2 separate regions of the Sus scrofa genome follow, and region 2 is linked to region 1. The links are chromatin contacts, called in public HiChIP or PLAC-seq maps. All regions are on one chromosome and are shown on one strand. The core of a region is the stretch at or near the end of the contact, and the rest is flanking DNA. Distances in the headings are between cores, read along the strand shown. Region 1 overlaps CHST9 (carbohydrate sulfotransferase 9). Region 2 overlaps CHST9 (carbohydrate sulfotransferase 9).

Region 1 (6,907 bases), core at 1,658-4,157:
AAGTCCTTTATTTCATAAGCAACCTTCTTCCTTTGGCTCCTGTTCCCTCCCTTGGGCTTTACAAACCTTCGGACTCTGGAATCTGATAGAAACTAGGCTCAAGCCCTGGCCCTTCGCAGGCCCTTGGGCAGGTTGTTTAACCTCTCCAAGCCTTAGTTTCTGTATGAAACACAAATATATTAAGAGTTGTAGGGATTTTTTTTGGAGGAATGGAAATGTTTTGTTTTGTTTCATGGACATTTGGACCATTCTAAATTCATGTAGAGAAGTATTTAAAGATACAGGTATAAAACATGTTTCCGAGAGTTGCTTGGGGGCCATATTGAGAAGACGGTTATTTCAATGACTGATGTGCTCTGGATGAGAATCTGGAGGCTCCGAGGAATTGCCTTTCCTGTCTTCAGCCCACTGGTCATAGATGTGGACTTAGGATTCAAACCTAAGGCTGTGAGACCACAAACCCCACACTCCTCCCATTCCGCAAGCCCTGTCTCTATGCCTGCAGAACAGAGGATCACTCCAGGTGATCATAAGAGAACATCTGTCTTAAACAAAGCTTACAGTTACTTCAAGTCATATAATAGCCATACATGGTCAATATACTAGGTTAGCCAAGTGCACAAGGAGAGAGGGACTTTTTTTTTCTCCATATGCCGCTAAAACAGTAATAGTGTAAAAGAGGACAATTGAGAAAAAAAACCCAAAAAACTCATAGACCATGAGAGGTGACATCACTTAAATCCCCGGGCTTAAAGCCAAAGATTCTAGGCCCTGCTTTCAATGGTCAAGTATCATTTTGTGATCAGGTACATGTATTTCATATGAAAAGAAAAACATAATGTATTTTCAGACATGTTATAAACAAAATTGATTACTGAGTATAATTATATTTAAGTCAAGAACCTAGAAGCCAAAAATATAACTGCAACATCTAAAACATATAAGCCTGCAACAGAAATCTGAGGTTAAAGGATGATACAAATGAAAACAATAAAACTATTACCTTGTTACTTTATCTGGTTTAATTTAGAACCTATGCTTTAGGTTTCACCTTGAAGGCTTCTGGATCTAACAGTGTATTTCTGATGCAACCCAAAGTAAGTTACCATGGATTTGATTCTACCAAAGGCAAAAAGCAAGGAAAAGAAGAACATAAAAGAGATGAGAAAATATTTTTTCACAATTCAATCATATGAAAGAACTTCAGAAGTAGCTTTTGGAAGACCTGTTTCTAAAAGTATTTGATGGTACCCTTTTTGACAGAGCCACAGAATAATAAAAGCTTATTTAATTTAATTTTCTACTCCATTACTCCCCAAAGCACAGGACCAAGTGAAGGAATGCCCTCACAGATTGCATGCCACATGTCAGAAATTTATTACCATACTCACTGGCATTATTTCACCCATTTTTCTGCAGTGTTTTCATTCTAAACTGAAGGAAGGGAAATGATATTGAAACCTAGATCTTAGTCTGATGGTGACTTGGCAACCTCCATTAATCCAAAGATCTGTGCTCATTTTGTTACTGAAGGATCCTGAACAACAAATTGGAATTACCCAGTATTCATCAAGCAATAATGCATTCAGAACACCATGCTAGAGTCTGTGGGCAAAGAAAAAGATGAGCCCATCAAAAGAGTTTAGATGAACAAACATCCTAGGAGTTAGTTCTGTACCATGTTCACAGATGACCGAGGCCACCAATTCAAGGAATGGTCTCCTGGGGCCACAAGCTAAACCGTTGTAAGTTTCTCACCCATAATGTGGAGGCCAGAGGGAGATAAAATGGTCTCTAAGATTCTATGACTGGATTGGAGTTACATGTATACATAAGGAGCACCAAAATGTTAAGTAGAACACAACAGGGCATCCTTTCCTCTCCTGATGTTTAGAGTGAAAACCCACCTCAAATTTAGAAGTATGTTTCTGTATGTGTGAGAGAGAGGAACACAGGAAGAAAGGGAGAGAATGCTTGCAAGTGATTCTCTGGATTTCTAATTTGGACTTTTGGTATTTTTGACAAAGGGAAAAAGATATCAACAAAAAAGCCAAGAGCCTGCCATAACCCTTTGTCTTAATATTGAAGGGCCATTGGAGTTCCCATTGTGGCTCAGAGGGTTAAGGACCCAACATTGTCTCTGTGAGGATGCGGGTTCAATCCCTGGCCTTGCCCAGTGGGATAAGGATCTAGCGTTGTCTCAAGCTGCAGCACAGGCTGTAGATGCAGCTCTGATTTGACTGGCTCGGGAACTTCCATATGCCATAGAGTGCAGCTGTAAAAAAAGAAATAAGATTGAAGGGCCATTGAAGATCGACTCTCTTCATGATGGAAAGAGAGATACAATTAGAAATACCAATATTATGGATTTCCTCCTGTACATTCAGCACTGTGTTGGGTGCTAAAGGAGTAAGAGAGCAGGGGAGGAAGGTGGAGAAAGAAATATATACAGGAGAACAGGTTGGGGGTGTGTGAGAATGAAGGCATGCCTCCTGGCCAAGCAAGGAGCTTGTTTCACAATTTTTTTTGCAATTAATTTTCATTTTTTACAATTAAGTGTTTTCCACCTAAAGAAACCTGCTCAAACCACACTGTTTCTGAGCCAAAATTGTTATTAAGTTGTAGAGAATCACAAATAACATAAAGATCTAGTGCTTAGTCCTAATATAGCATGTTTCAGGGAAATAGGTGTAAGTGGTGGCAGGGGGAGATGGTGCTTTTCAAATATCTGATACTATCCAATTTCTGACTGATTAGTTATTGTTGCAACCACTTAAAAGGACCACTTGACCACTCCAAATTACTTCTCTAGTTAGGTCGTTCTCGAAAATAACCATTTCCTACCTCCTCTGGTTTGAAATTTCATCTCCCAAGCCTGTCTTCCATACTACTCCCCCTCCCTGCAGGACCTGGCTTTAAGTTTCAGAGAAATTCACAGCAGCTGCCTACTGAAAACTATCTCAAATGCCTCTTCCAAACCTGTCAGCCAGTTTGTTTCTGTTCCCATCCACTCCTCCTTCCCTCCTGTTAGATCAGAGACTGTGAACCCACCTGCCATCAATGGTGACTTCTGCCCAGGCTCTGGGTCCCCTCTATTCTGAACTCCCACAAACCTCCTTAAATGAGTGACTCTCTTGTTCAGCTACATCTTCAGCCACCTCCTCTCTATGGCTGCTTTCTATCAGTATTCATGTTCTAGTGCCTCCTTTAAAAGAAAGATAGAGAGAGAAAGAAAGGAAGGAAGGAAGTTTTTCCTGAACCTTGTACCTTCTTCCTACTATGGCTCTTTCTGTGTCTCAAAAGAGTTTTCTGCATCCTTCCTCACCCCCCTGGCCACCCCCTTGATCATACCAGTCTGGCTTCCGCCCCAGCCACTCCACCAGCTTGCTCTTGCTGATCTCCGAGTTGTTCAATTCAAAGGACACTTTGTGGTCCATCTGACTTGAGGTCAGGGTCTTTTACCTTATCACTTTCTCCTTGAAAAAAATGCCTTTTCCTCCTCCCGCTCTCTTCTTCCTTCATCCCTTTGAGGAGCTGTTTTCTTCCATCTGAATTTTATACCCTAGATTCTTCTTTGCTCACCTCTAGGTCTACCCGGCTTTTTAATCTACATTTTCCCTAGTGATTTCATCCACTCCCATAGACAGCCTTTCTTCCCACTTGCTGTGCCCATACCATCAGCGCCATCTAACCAGCTGCCTATCCAGGTACCATTACTGTATCCCCCTCAAGCCTGCCCTGCCTCCAATATCCCTCAGTCAATGTCCCCTAATTGCGACTGCTGGAAACTTGGTACGTGACACTTTGCCTCTTCTTTCGCCCTCATATTCAGATACAGGTCCTATCAGTTTTATCTCTAAAATATATATTTGCTCTCTCTCTGTTTCTCTACCCGCCACCTCATTGGCTCGGAAAATATCCACCCAACTGCTCCCTTCATGCCTCCGTTGGGCTCCTTTCTATCCTGTTGTCCATATCACAGCCAGAATGAATTTTACCAAATGCAGATCTGGTGTGTTGTTCCACAGTTTGAAATGTCTCAGAGACTTCCCGCTGTCCTTAGAAGAAAATGCAGTTTCCTTTACATGGTCTTCTGCCGTCTACCCTTTGCTCCCAGCTCTCTAGCCCACTTCCTGTTCCACTGATCTGACCATCCCTTCTGTTGTCTTGGGCTTCTCTCAGCAGCTTAATCACAAAAGCTTCTTCATGTTCCTTTATCCCTGAAATTCTACCCCTGCCTCACCCCACCCATCCCTCCCCACATCCATGCTTTGCCTTGGGGTTCCGATGAAATATCACTTCCTCCAGGAAGTTCTCTAATCTTCCCAAGTCCTCTGGACTAGATTTCCTTTCCTTGCTCTTCCCTCTTTTAACCCCCTCTATGTCATTACCTCCGCTACCACTTTTGTCATTGTGTCATTATCTGGGTAATTCTGTGACTTATCTTCCCATCCAGACTGTATTCACCCCTGAACCTCCATCTGTTAGTATAGGTTCTAATACATAGAAGGCCTCGAAATTTTTTGCTGAATGAATGAAGACTGCTACAGCTCCTCTTTTTCTTTCTCTCTTCTAAAATCTACTTCCCAGCCACTCCAAGTTTATCTCACATAGCTTTCTCATCTTGGAAGGAAAAATCTGAAAGGTTTTGATTCTGTTTGGTCCTAGTCTTAACCCATCCTCTTTGAGGCTGTGTGCACTCTGGTTTTTTGTTTGTTTGTTTTTTCTAAACTACAAAGAGGGACTAAGCATCCAAGGAAGGGTAATTTGAATCCACCAAAGTTTCATCATTTCTCAAAGGCAAGGTCAGACTCAGATGAAGGAGGCTTGTGCCTTCTTTTTTCTTCTGACCCGAGCCACTGCAGTGACAATGCCAGGTCCTTAACCCACTGCACCACAAGGGAGCTCCCTGTGCCTTCTTTTTGAGATGCACCCACATTCACAAATATATCCCTACCACCTATTCGCTGATGCCCAAGCTGTTCTTTAACAGGAAGCAGCCATTTCCTGACACATGTAAGCATGAGACTAAAGTCAAGTTTCTTCACTTAGAAGACTTGGATACGAGAATGGAGGATGTACATATCCGACTTGCAATTTTAAAAGACAGGAGGTGAGCTCCACGGAATAAATGGGAAAAAACACACACGCAGAGTGAGCCCTGGAGTGCTGAAAACATACTGTGTCCTCTTGCCTACTTTCAGGCTATGCTTGAAATTGTCACAATAAATTACTGACTCAGGAGTCCTGCCCATTCACCAGTATCCTATTCACCAGCACTGAAGCGATTCAGACAACTTGGCTTTGCTGGTCTGACGTGCTCCAGACCAATGGGATCCGACGGTTCTGCATGCCATTTTAGGTGACAGTTTGAGCCGAAGTAACTTCTAAAATTGCAGCCATCCCAGGAAGGCTGAGACGCAATCCCATAAATCATTTGCATCTGGAAAGGGGCCGGGGATGACGAATCTCAGTAGAAGAGAAGAGCTCTGCAGCGGGGCGTGGGAAAGAGCTTTTAGAAACAACGGTAACAGCTCTATATGTGACACACTAGAATGTTAGGAGGGTAAAGAACTGGGGATACCTCAGCCATTCCTGAAATCAAGCGAATGGAAATTAAATGATAAAACAGACCAACAGAATTACACTAAAAATTTATATGGCAGGGAATACTGTTTTAGTATATGTGCTGCCGAAGCAAGCACAGGGAATACTATTTTATTTTATTTTATTTTATTTTTTTAAGAACAAGGCTTTTACTTTATTTTTATTTTTTTGCTATTTCTTGGGCCGCTCCTGCGGCATATGGAGGTTCCCAGGCTAGGGGTCTAATCAGAGCCATAGCCACCAGCCTACGCCAGAGCCACAGCAACGCAGGACCCGAGCCGCGTCTGCAACCTACACCACAGCTCACGGCAACGCCAGATCCTTAACCCACTGAGCAAGGGCAGGGACCGAACCCGCAACCTCATGGTTCCTAGTCGGATTCGTTAACCACTGCGCCACGATGGGAACTCCGGGAATACTATTTTAAAATCAGTTCATGATCCATGCATTGCTAGAGGTTTTCAGAACAACAGAAATACTTACTTGCCCCCAAATTCACTGAAATTGGTTAACTTCTGTGAGTATAGCATACCCTTCCCATGCCTGAGGTGTGAATTTTAGACATCTCTGAAAATAGATTTGTCAGTGAGCATCTGATCCTGGGCAAGTAAATAAATAAGAAAAATTAATAAAACCTAGAGCACCTAACCTCTTTCTCTTCAGGGCATTGGCTAAAGTCTATTATTTTGATTACATCAGAGAGAAAAATTCCAATTTCCTCCTGATTCTTTGAACTTCAGACTAATCAGTTTTCCCTTTAACTAGATCTGTAAATAGGTGATGGAAATAGGACCAGGGCAAGTTTAGAGGGTTCAAGTAAGGAAAGCCAGAAATATTTGGGGCTAAAAATTCTGAATATAAGACATAGAGATAATTCCTGTAGTGTAACTGACCTAAGGTTCTCACTGAAGATCAGTTACCAACCTAGTGGTCCCTAACCTTATTTCCAGCCCAGAAGTGACTAAAGAATTGAACATACTTGCATCAGTAACAGTGGCTCAGGGGCAACAAGGCAAGAACTGTTCTATTCTTAAGTATCTTTTGCTCCTGGAGGAGTGTGGTGGTGCGGTACATGGGAAAAATCACTCCCTCCAGGAGATTTTGATCCATCCCCTCCCCTCCCTCAGAGGGATGTCTCTCCTCCCACACCCTTTTCCCCCCAAGGATATAGCCTTTCTGTGCCTTTGTTTCCCTATTGATAAAATGAGAATGATACACTGAGAATGATGCATTCATGAATGGGTAGGTGTGGTAGGGATATACAGAGAAAAGTTTTCATAACTCCCATTGGCCTTTTTTA
Region 2 (7,014 bases), core at 3,494-5,993, 250 kb before region 1:
ATATATATGTGCATTCTTTTTCTCATATTATCTTCCATCATGTTCAATCACAAGAGATTGGACATAGTGCCCTGTGCAGTACAGTAGGACCTCCTTGCTTATCCATTCTAAGCATAATAGTTAGCATCTACTAACCCCAAATGGGACGGACTGGGAGTTTGGAGTTAGTAGATGCCAATTTAGCAGTTTTTAAGTGTGCAGTTCAATAGTGTTAAGTGCAGTCACAGTTGTTCGGCAGCCAATAAACAGATCTCTTTTCATCTTGCAAAACTAAACGTATCCCATGAAATAACAACTGCCCATTCTCCCCTCACTCTAGCCCCAGGCAACAACAATTCTATTTTCCGTCTATGAATTTGACTTCTCCAGCTACCTCCTATAAGTGGAATATTACAGTTTTTGTCCTTTTGCAGCTGGCTTATTTCACTTGGCATAGCACCCTCACATTTCACCCACGTTGTAGTACGTGTCAGCATTTCCTTCCATTTTAAGGCTGAGTAATATTCCTTTGTATGTGTATAATACGTTTTGTTTATCTATTCAGTCACTGATGGACTCTTGGGTTGCTTCCGCCTTTTGGTTATTGTGCATAATGCTGTTGGGCACATGGGTTTACAAATATTCCTTTGAGGCTCTGCTTTCAGTTCTTTTGGGTATATACCCAGTAGTGGGATTCTACTTTTAATTTTTTGAGGAACAGCCATACTCTTCACCATAGTGGCAAGACCACTTTACATCCCTGCCAATAGTGCACAAGATTCTACTTTCTCTACATTTGCTATTTTCCAAGTTTTTAGAACTATGAATTAGGCGTTAACTAGCAACTTTGAATCTATGATACCCTCTGGGGAAAAAATCTGAGCTTTTTCCTTTCTATAGGAAAAGATGGTTAAAGTTGAAGGTGAAGAAAATGAAACTTTTCTAACAACTCTATATCATCATTAAGCCCTGATACCCTTCCGCCTCAAAATGTCTGACATGTGCTTTGTACAAAGTATGTGCTTAGGAAATAATAAATGAGATAAAATGTTTGAATTTCTCACAGAGTTTTAGAATTCAAGGTGAATTTCAAGATTCCTCATGGTAAAGGACATACACTTTTAGGTTATCTGCCCTCGTCTGTCTGATGAATGTTGCCTCACTTGATAAACCACTTCTTTTGGTTGTTGTGGGGATTAAATGAATAATGCACATAAGGCACCCAGAATGGCCCATTATAAATTTAATAAATATTAGCTATTCTGGTTTCCAAATCAGTGCCTTGCTTCAAGATCCCAATACTTGGAGTCCTTGCTTATAAAATGGAGATGGAGAGAAAAACCTATTTTGCAGTGTTATTGTAAACATAAAATAAGGTAATATATGGAGAAATACTTTGTAAGCTATTCATTCTATATGAATTTGAGAAGTTCCATGATCCCATATGAATTTTCTAGTCCTGTTATTCCACTAGAGACCCTTATATGTGATATGTTCTGGCCAAATTAGGCCTCTCATACATCTCTGAACTCAGCTTATAATTTTTGTTAGATCAGTACCATAACAGAGACCGAAAAATAAGCTAAGAATTACATTAAACAAATAGGACCTCAAAGTTAGATTATTTTACCTATTAATTCTTTTAAACTCTTAATAACAAAAATCCTCATACTATATAAACAATTAACACCATTTAAGAAAATCTTTTTAAAAATTCCAGTTTATTTAATGAAGCTAGCAAAACCAGAGAACAAAAATATGTTAAAGTCTTTTTAAAATAAAAACAAACAAATAAATTTGGCTAATTTTATTTTTTACATTACTGCAACAATAACATAAATACAAATAAGTAAAGCTCAATGGTTTGTTTAAACCACATTTCTCAAAATTTGGTCTGTATGTCGCATGTTAGAATCATGGTGGTAGAGGGGGTACTTCTAAAAATTCAAATTCTCAGCCTCATTCCAGACCTACTGAATCAGAATCTCCAACAGTGTTGATAGACTCTGCATCTTAAGCATATGTCCCAGGTGATTTTTACGCAAACCAAGTGAAAAATACTACATTGACATAATCTGTCATAACTATAGAGTATTTCTATCAATTATAAATCCAGGGGGTTCCTGTTGTGGCTCAATGGGTTAAGAACCCTACTAGCATCCGTGAGGATGTGGGTTTGATCCCTGGCTTTCACCCAGTGGGTTGCCCTAAGCTGCAGCATAGGTCACAGATGCGGCTCAGATATGGCGTTGCTGTGGCTGTGATGTAGGCTGGCAGCTGTAGCTCTGATTCAACCCCTAGCCTGGGAACCTCCATGTGCCGCAGGTGCAGCCCTAAGAAGGAAAAAAAAAAAAAAAGAAATCCAAGAAATGATTAACATCAAGACACTTAGTAATGTAAAGATTTATTTCAATAAACCCAAAAGGAAAAAAAAAATCCACAGGCTAGATGCTAAAAAGTTAGTCAATAAAATTCAACACCTATTCCTGTTTAAATATATCCAAAAACCGAAGAAAGCATCCTCAAAATTATAGAGAATAATGACTTTAAAGCAACATTATTAAACATAACGTTGCCTGGCTTTTTAAAAAATGAAAACATTAGCAGTATTCTTATTAATGGACTAAATAAGAATATTAGAAATCTCCTGGAGTTCCCGCTGTGGTGCAACTGGATCGGCAGCATCTCTGCAGCGCAAGGGTGCAGGTTGCATCCCAGGCGCAGCACAGTGGGTTAAAAGATCCAACAGTATTGCAGCTGCAGCATAGGTCAAAACACTGGCTTGGAGCTGATCCCTGGTCCAGGGACTCTATGCTGCGAGGGGGACAAAAATGAAAAAAAAAAAAAAAGGAAAAGAAATCTCCTGAATCACTTCATATATTTCTGAGGTTCTGTTATAGACATTAAGATATGGAATATAAAAAAGAAGCTTCATTATTGGTAAGAGGGAAACCCTATTATAATTATTTTCAGAAATTTTTATTCCATCGACTGAAAATCCAAGAAAATATACTGAAAAAATTCATACTTAAAGTGAGAAAGTAATGTCATTTAAGTAATGTAAAGTGAAAAAATAATGTGGACCACAAAAAAGTCTATGTACCAAAAATAACAAGTTAGAATATTCATTTATTTATGTAATGAACATTAACCGAATACCAAGAAAATCACTGGACAGTTGAAGAATCATTGAGGAATATAATGAATATAAAAACAAAACAAAATTTATAGAAATAATAAAGGAAACAACAAGCTTTAAAAGAGAATGAACTAGATAAATCCCAGGGAAGTCTACAGAAGAAAAAATAAAAATGGTGGCTAAGAGAATGTGCTATGGAGCAGAGCTGTCAGCTCGCATCTTGGCCGGGTGACCTTGAACTGATGCTTAACCTTCCTCAATGAAGACCTCCCTGGCTCAGCAAATTCCCACCTACACAGCAAATGCTCTTAGATTGTTTCAACCTGTCTTCTATCTGAGAACATTGGGGTTGTTTATGATGTTTTTGACAAATAAAGCTTTTAAATTTTTAATTAGCCAGATCTCTAAATCTTCTTTATGTGTTTGCCTCTTGGCATTACGTTCCATCTCTCTCCTTGGAATCTTCTTTTTTTGGCTCCTTTGCTAGGTTATTTTCTTTTGTCTGGCATGAGAAATCTTTATTTGTCCATTCACTTTTCTCAAGAGAGGCTTTTTACCACCTTTTCTTCTGGTAGAGGTTTAAGTTTTCATTTTGTCAAATTAAAAGACTTTTTTTTTTTATTGTGCTAACCTATAGAGGGCGGGTTTAGGCTGAATCAGAAAAGAAAAGTCAAATAACTCCTGCTTTTAAAAGTATTTTTAAAACTCAAATCTCTCTCTCTCTCTCTCTCTCTCTCTCTCACTCATACACACACACACACACACACACACACACACACACACACACACACACACACACATTTATAGGTTTATTTTCCTGGGCTCTTTTTCTCATCTATTTTTGTTATATACCTATTTAAACTCTGAATTTTGTAAGATAGCTCAAATCATTTTCTGAACAAGGCAAAATAAGAATAAATAACAATATCAGAATATTCTGCCTGGAGAGGAGCGAGAAGCAGCTCTAGTTGTCATTATCATGGGAATAACCTTGAGAAGTTTCATTACCGCATAACTGTTCATCAGGAGATGCAGAAGAGCTCCCTGGGAAGGTACTTCATCCAAATCGTGATGGGGATAATAGTGCAGATGCTGCCTACCCTGGTCCTTTCCATGCCCTCCCCCACCCCACTCTTCTCTTTCAATCGTCAGAAGATTGAGACAGATCTGCATCCAGTCACTGTGGGTTGAAGTCCTTTTGGGAACTAAGTTTTCCAGTTTTTTAAAATACTCATCTTCTTTCCTTCTCTTATGCAAAGCTCTCATTTATTCACAGGTATCTAATTCTGCGTCCTAATGGTTGACTTTTGGCTAGAAGCGTATTAATTCCTCAGTCAGTTGCTATGACCATTGGTACCATCCTTAGCTACTCTCTCTGTGGTCCTTGTTATAGTGGGAGATTACATGGGGGAAATCTGAACCGCTGGCACCCCATTAGAGCAGTTACACAAACACCTAAGCAAATTGGAAATAAACATTAGCAGTGTGTCCTGTTAGTCTGACCGTGCATCCTGTTAGCTGAAAGGTCATGTTATTATAGCTCCTGAGCCTGGTGTACCAGAAAGGCATATGTGACAGCATTTGGCAGGAGGGAGTATTCAAAGCTTTTGGCCTGCTCAGACCTGCTCAGGCTCCTCAGACCAGCGTGACAACCAGCGTGTCTCCATGGAGCTGCGGGAGGCATGGAGAGCTCTGCCAAGGACACCCATCTGTTCTGGCCGAGTGTTTCACCCCTGAGCTAAGTAAACTCTTAAATTAATTTGAATATGACTCTGATATCTAAGTGAATGCACATGTCTGGTGCTTGGACCCTTGCATGCAATCCAGCAAACCAGAGTAAGTCTGTGAAAACTGGCCAACTTCTTTTTCTGTCTCAGTAGCACAAGATTCTCTTAGCATCCTGCTCCTCTGGGTGGGAAGCAGACGGCTCTGGTTTCCAATTCTACGTCTGACACTTACTCGCTATGTGGCCTGTGGCAAGCCGATTAACCTCTCTGGGTTGGTTTCCTCCCTCAAGAGGCTTTATGAGACTTAGAACAAAGCACAGGCACAGGGTCTAGCACTGCGTACTTAACACATGTGGGCTGGTATATTCATCACCAGCAGCAGCACCTGTCCTTAGAATCCCCTTTTCCAGACCCAGATAAGGAGATGTCTGGCCAGGGGGAGGAGTGTGGGGGTTCCTTCCCTCACCTCCATGCAGAAGCCCACGTCCTCAACCATCTCTTTAAGACCCTCAATGGTCAGAGAGCCCCTATGTTTCATGTTCCTTTCACATGCCTCTCTCCAGGACCCTTCAGGCTTATAGATTTAGGCTGGACCTTCATCCTAAAACTAATACATAAAAGAAAAAAAATTGGGAACTTTCCTCCCCACTCAAATAGCACCATGGTCTTTCTTCCATATAACACTAAATGCAATTGTTCTGTAGTGATCTGCCGACTTGGGCACATCGTTTTACTAGCTGTGAATTTCCCTGAGGTCAGGATTTATGTATCACAAGGTGTGTGTCTGGATTTTTGAATATGTTTGTCTCATAAACAGCACCCAATAAATTTTTGGTAATTGAAGGAATAACTATTTGCTATGAGCCTTAAGCATATTGTTTTGTTAGGGAAATTATCCATATTATAAATATCCATGTTATGCTGTTTCCTGTTTGTGATAGAAATGACAGGGGAACCGCTGCAGGACGGTGAGCTAAGGACCCTCTTTCCACAGGTAGTGGGATGCATCCAGGCCTCAGGAACTTGCTCACGTTAGATTTGTTTTCTCCTATGTTTTGGACTTTTTTTTCTTAAAGTGCCCTTAATATGTGCTGGACATTTTTTTAAATTTTATCGTTGGAGTTCCCATCGTGGCGCAGCGGAAACGAATCCAGCTGGGAACCATGAGGTTGCGGGTTCAATCCCTGGCCTGGCTCAGTGGGTTAAGGATCCAGCATTGCCGTGAGCTGTGGTGTAGGTCACGGATGAGCTCAGATCCGATATTGCTGTGGCTCTGGTATAGGCTGGCAGCTACAGCTCTGATTAGACCCCTAGCCTGAGTACTTCCATATGCCATGGGTGCGGCCCTCAAAAAGCCAAAAAAAAATGCCCCCCAAAATTTTATTATTTAATTTTTTTACTTTTTAAATTATTTTTATTTTCTTTATTATAGTTCATTGACAGTGTTCTGTCAATTTTCTACTGTACAGCAAAGTGACTCAGTCACACGCACACACATATATATACATTCTTTTTCTAAAATTATCCTCCATCATGTTCCATCACAAGTGACTAAATATAGTTCCCAGTGCTATACAGCAAGATCTCATTGGTTATCCATTCCAAATGCAATAATTTGCTTCTATTAACCCCAGATTCCCAGTCAATCCCACTCCCTCTTCCTCCTCTTTGGCAACCACAATCTGTTCTCCAAGTCCATGATTTTCTTTTCTGTGAAAAGATTCATTTGTGCCATATATTAGATTCCAGATATAAGTGATATCATATGGTATTTCTCTCTTTCTGACTTACTTCACTTAGTAGGAGAATCTCTAGTTGCATCCGTGTTGCTGCAAATGTAATTATTTAATTCTTTATTTAAGGCTGAGTAGTATTCCATTGTACCACATCTTCTTAATCCATTCATCTGTGGATGGACATTTGGGTTGTTTCCATGTCTTAGCTATTGTGGATAGTGCTGCATTGAACATACAGGTTCCTGTGTCTTTTTCAAGGAAATATTTGCCCAGATATATGACCAAGAGTGGGATTGCTGGGTCATATGGTAGGTCTATATTTGGTTTTCTGAGGTACCTCCATACGGTTTTCCACAGTGGTTGTACCAATTTACATTCCCACCAAGAGTATAGGAGGGTTCCCTTTTCTCCACACCCTCTTCAGCATTTGTAA

The links. HiChIP or PLAC-seq counts read pairs in DNA pulled down with a chosen protein or histone mark.
Region 2: an H3K27ac HiChIP or PLAC-seq map of skeletal muscle shows a contact between it and region 1, with 5 times the contacts expected there. The contact joins two enhancer-like sites. A contact is called at or near these places in 14 of 47 Hi-C or Micro-C datasets (brain, embryonic fibroblasts, epiblast stem cells and 9 more) and 1 of 2 datasets of contacts at active chromatin or transcription factors (skeletal muscle).

What each region holds. Positions count from the first base shown.
Region 1 is chr6:111,556,856-111,563,762 of Sscrofa11.1, reverse strand. All of the region lies in intron 7 of CHST9 (carbohydrate sulfotransferase 9), which reads left to right. Among named protein-coding and RNA genes, the nearest start is that of AQP4, 140 kb to the right of the region's middle. Within about 2 kb of position 2,907, at least 1 of the 83 cell types and tissues checked has an H3K27ac peak or open chromatin away from gene starts, as enhancers often do. A contact at or near this core is called in skeletal muscle, where this site is marked.
Region 2 is chr6:111,804,555-111,811,568 of Sscrofa11.1, reverse strand. The region is part of intron 2 of CHST9 (carbohydrate sulfotransferase 9); the gene reads left to right. Among named protein-coding and RNA genes, the nearest start is that of CHST9, 41 kb to the left of the region's middle. Within about 2 kb of position 4,743, at least 6 of the 83 cell types and tissues checked have an H3K27ac peak or open chromatin away from gene starts, as enhancers often do. A contact at or near this core is called in skeletal muscle, where this site is marked.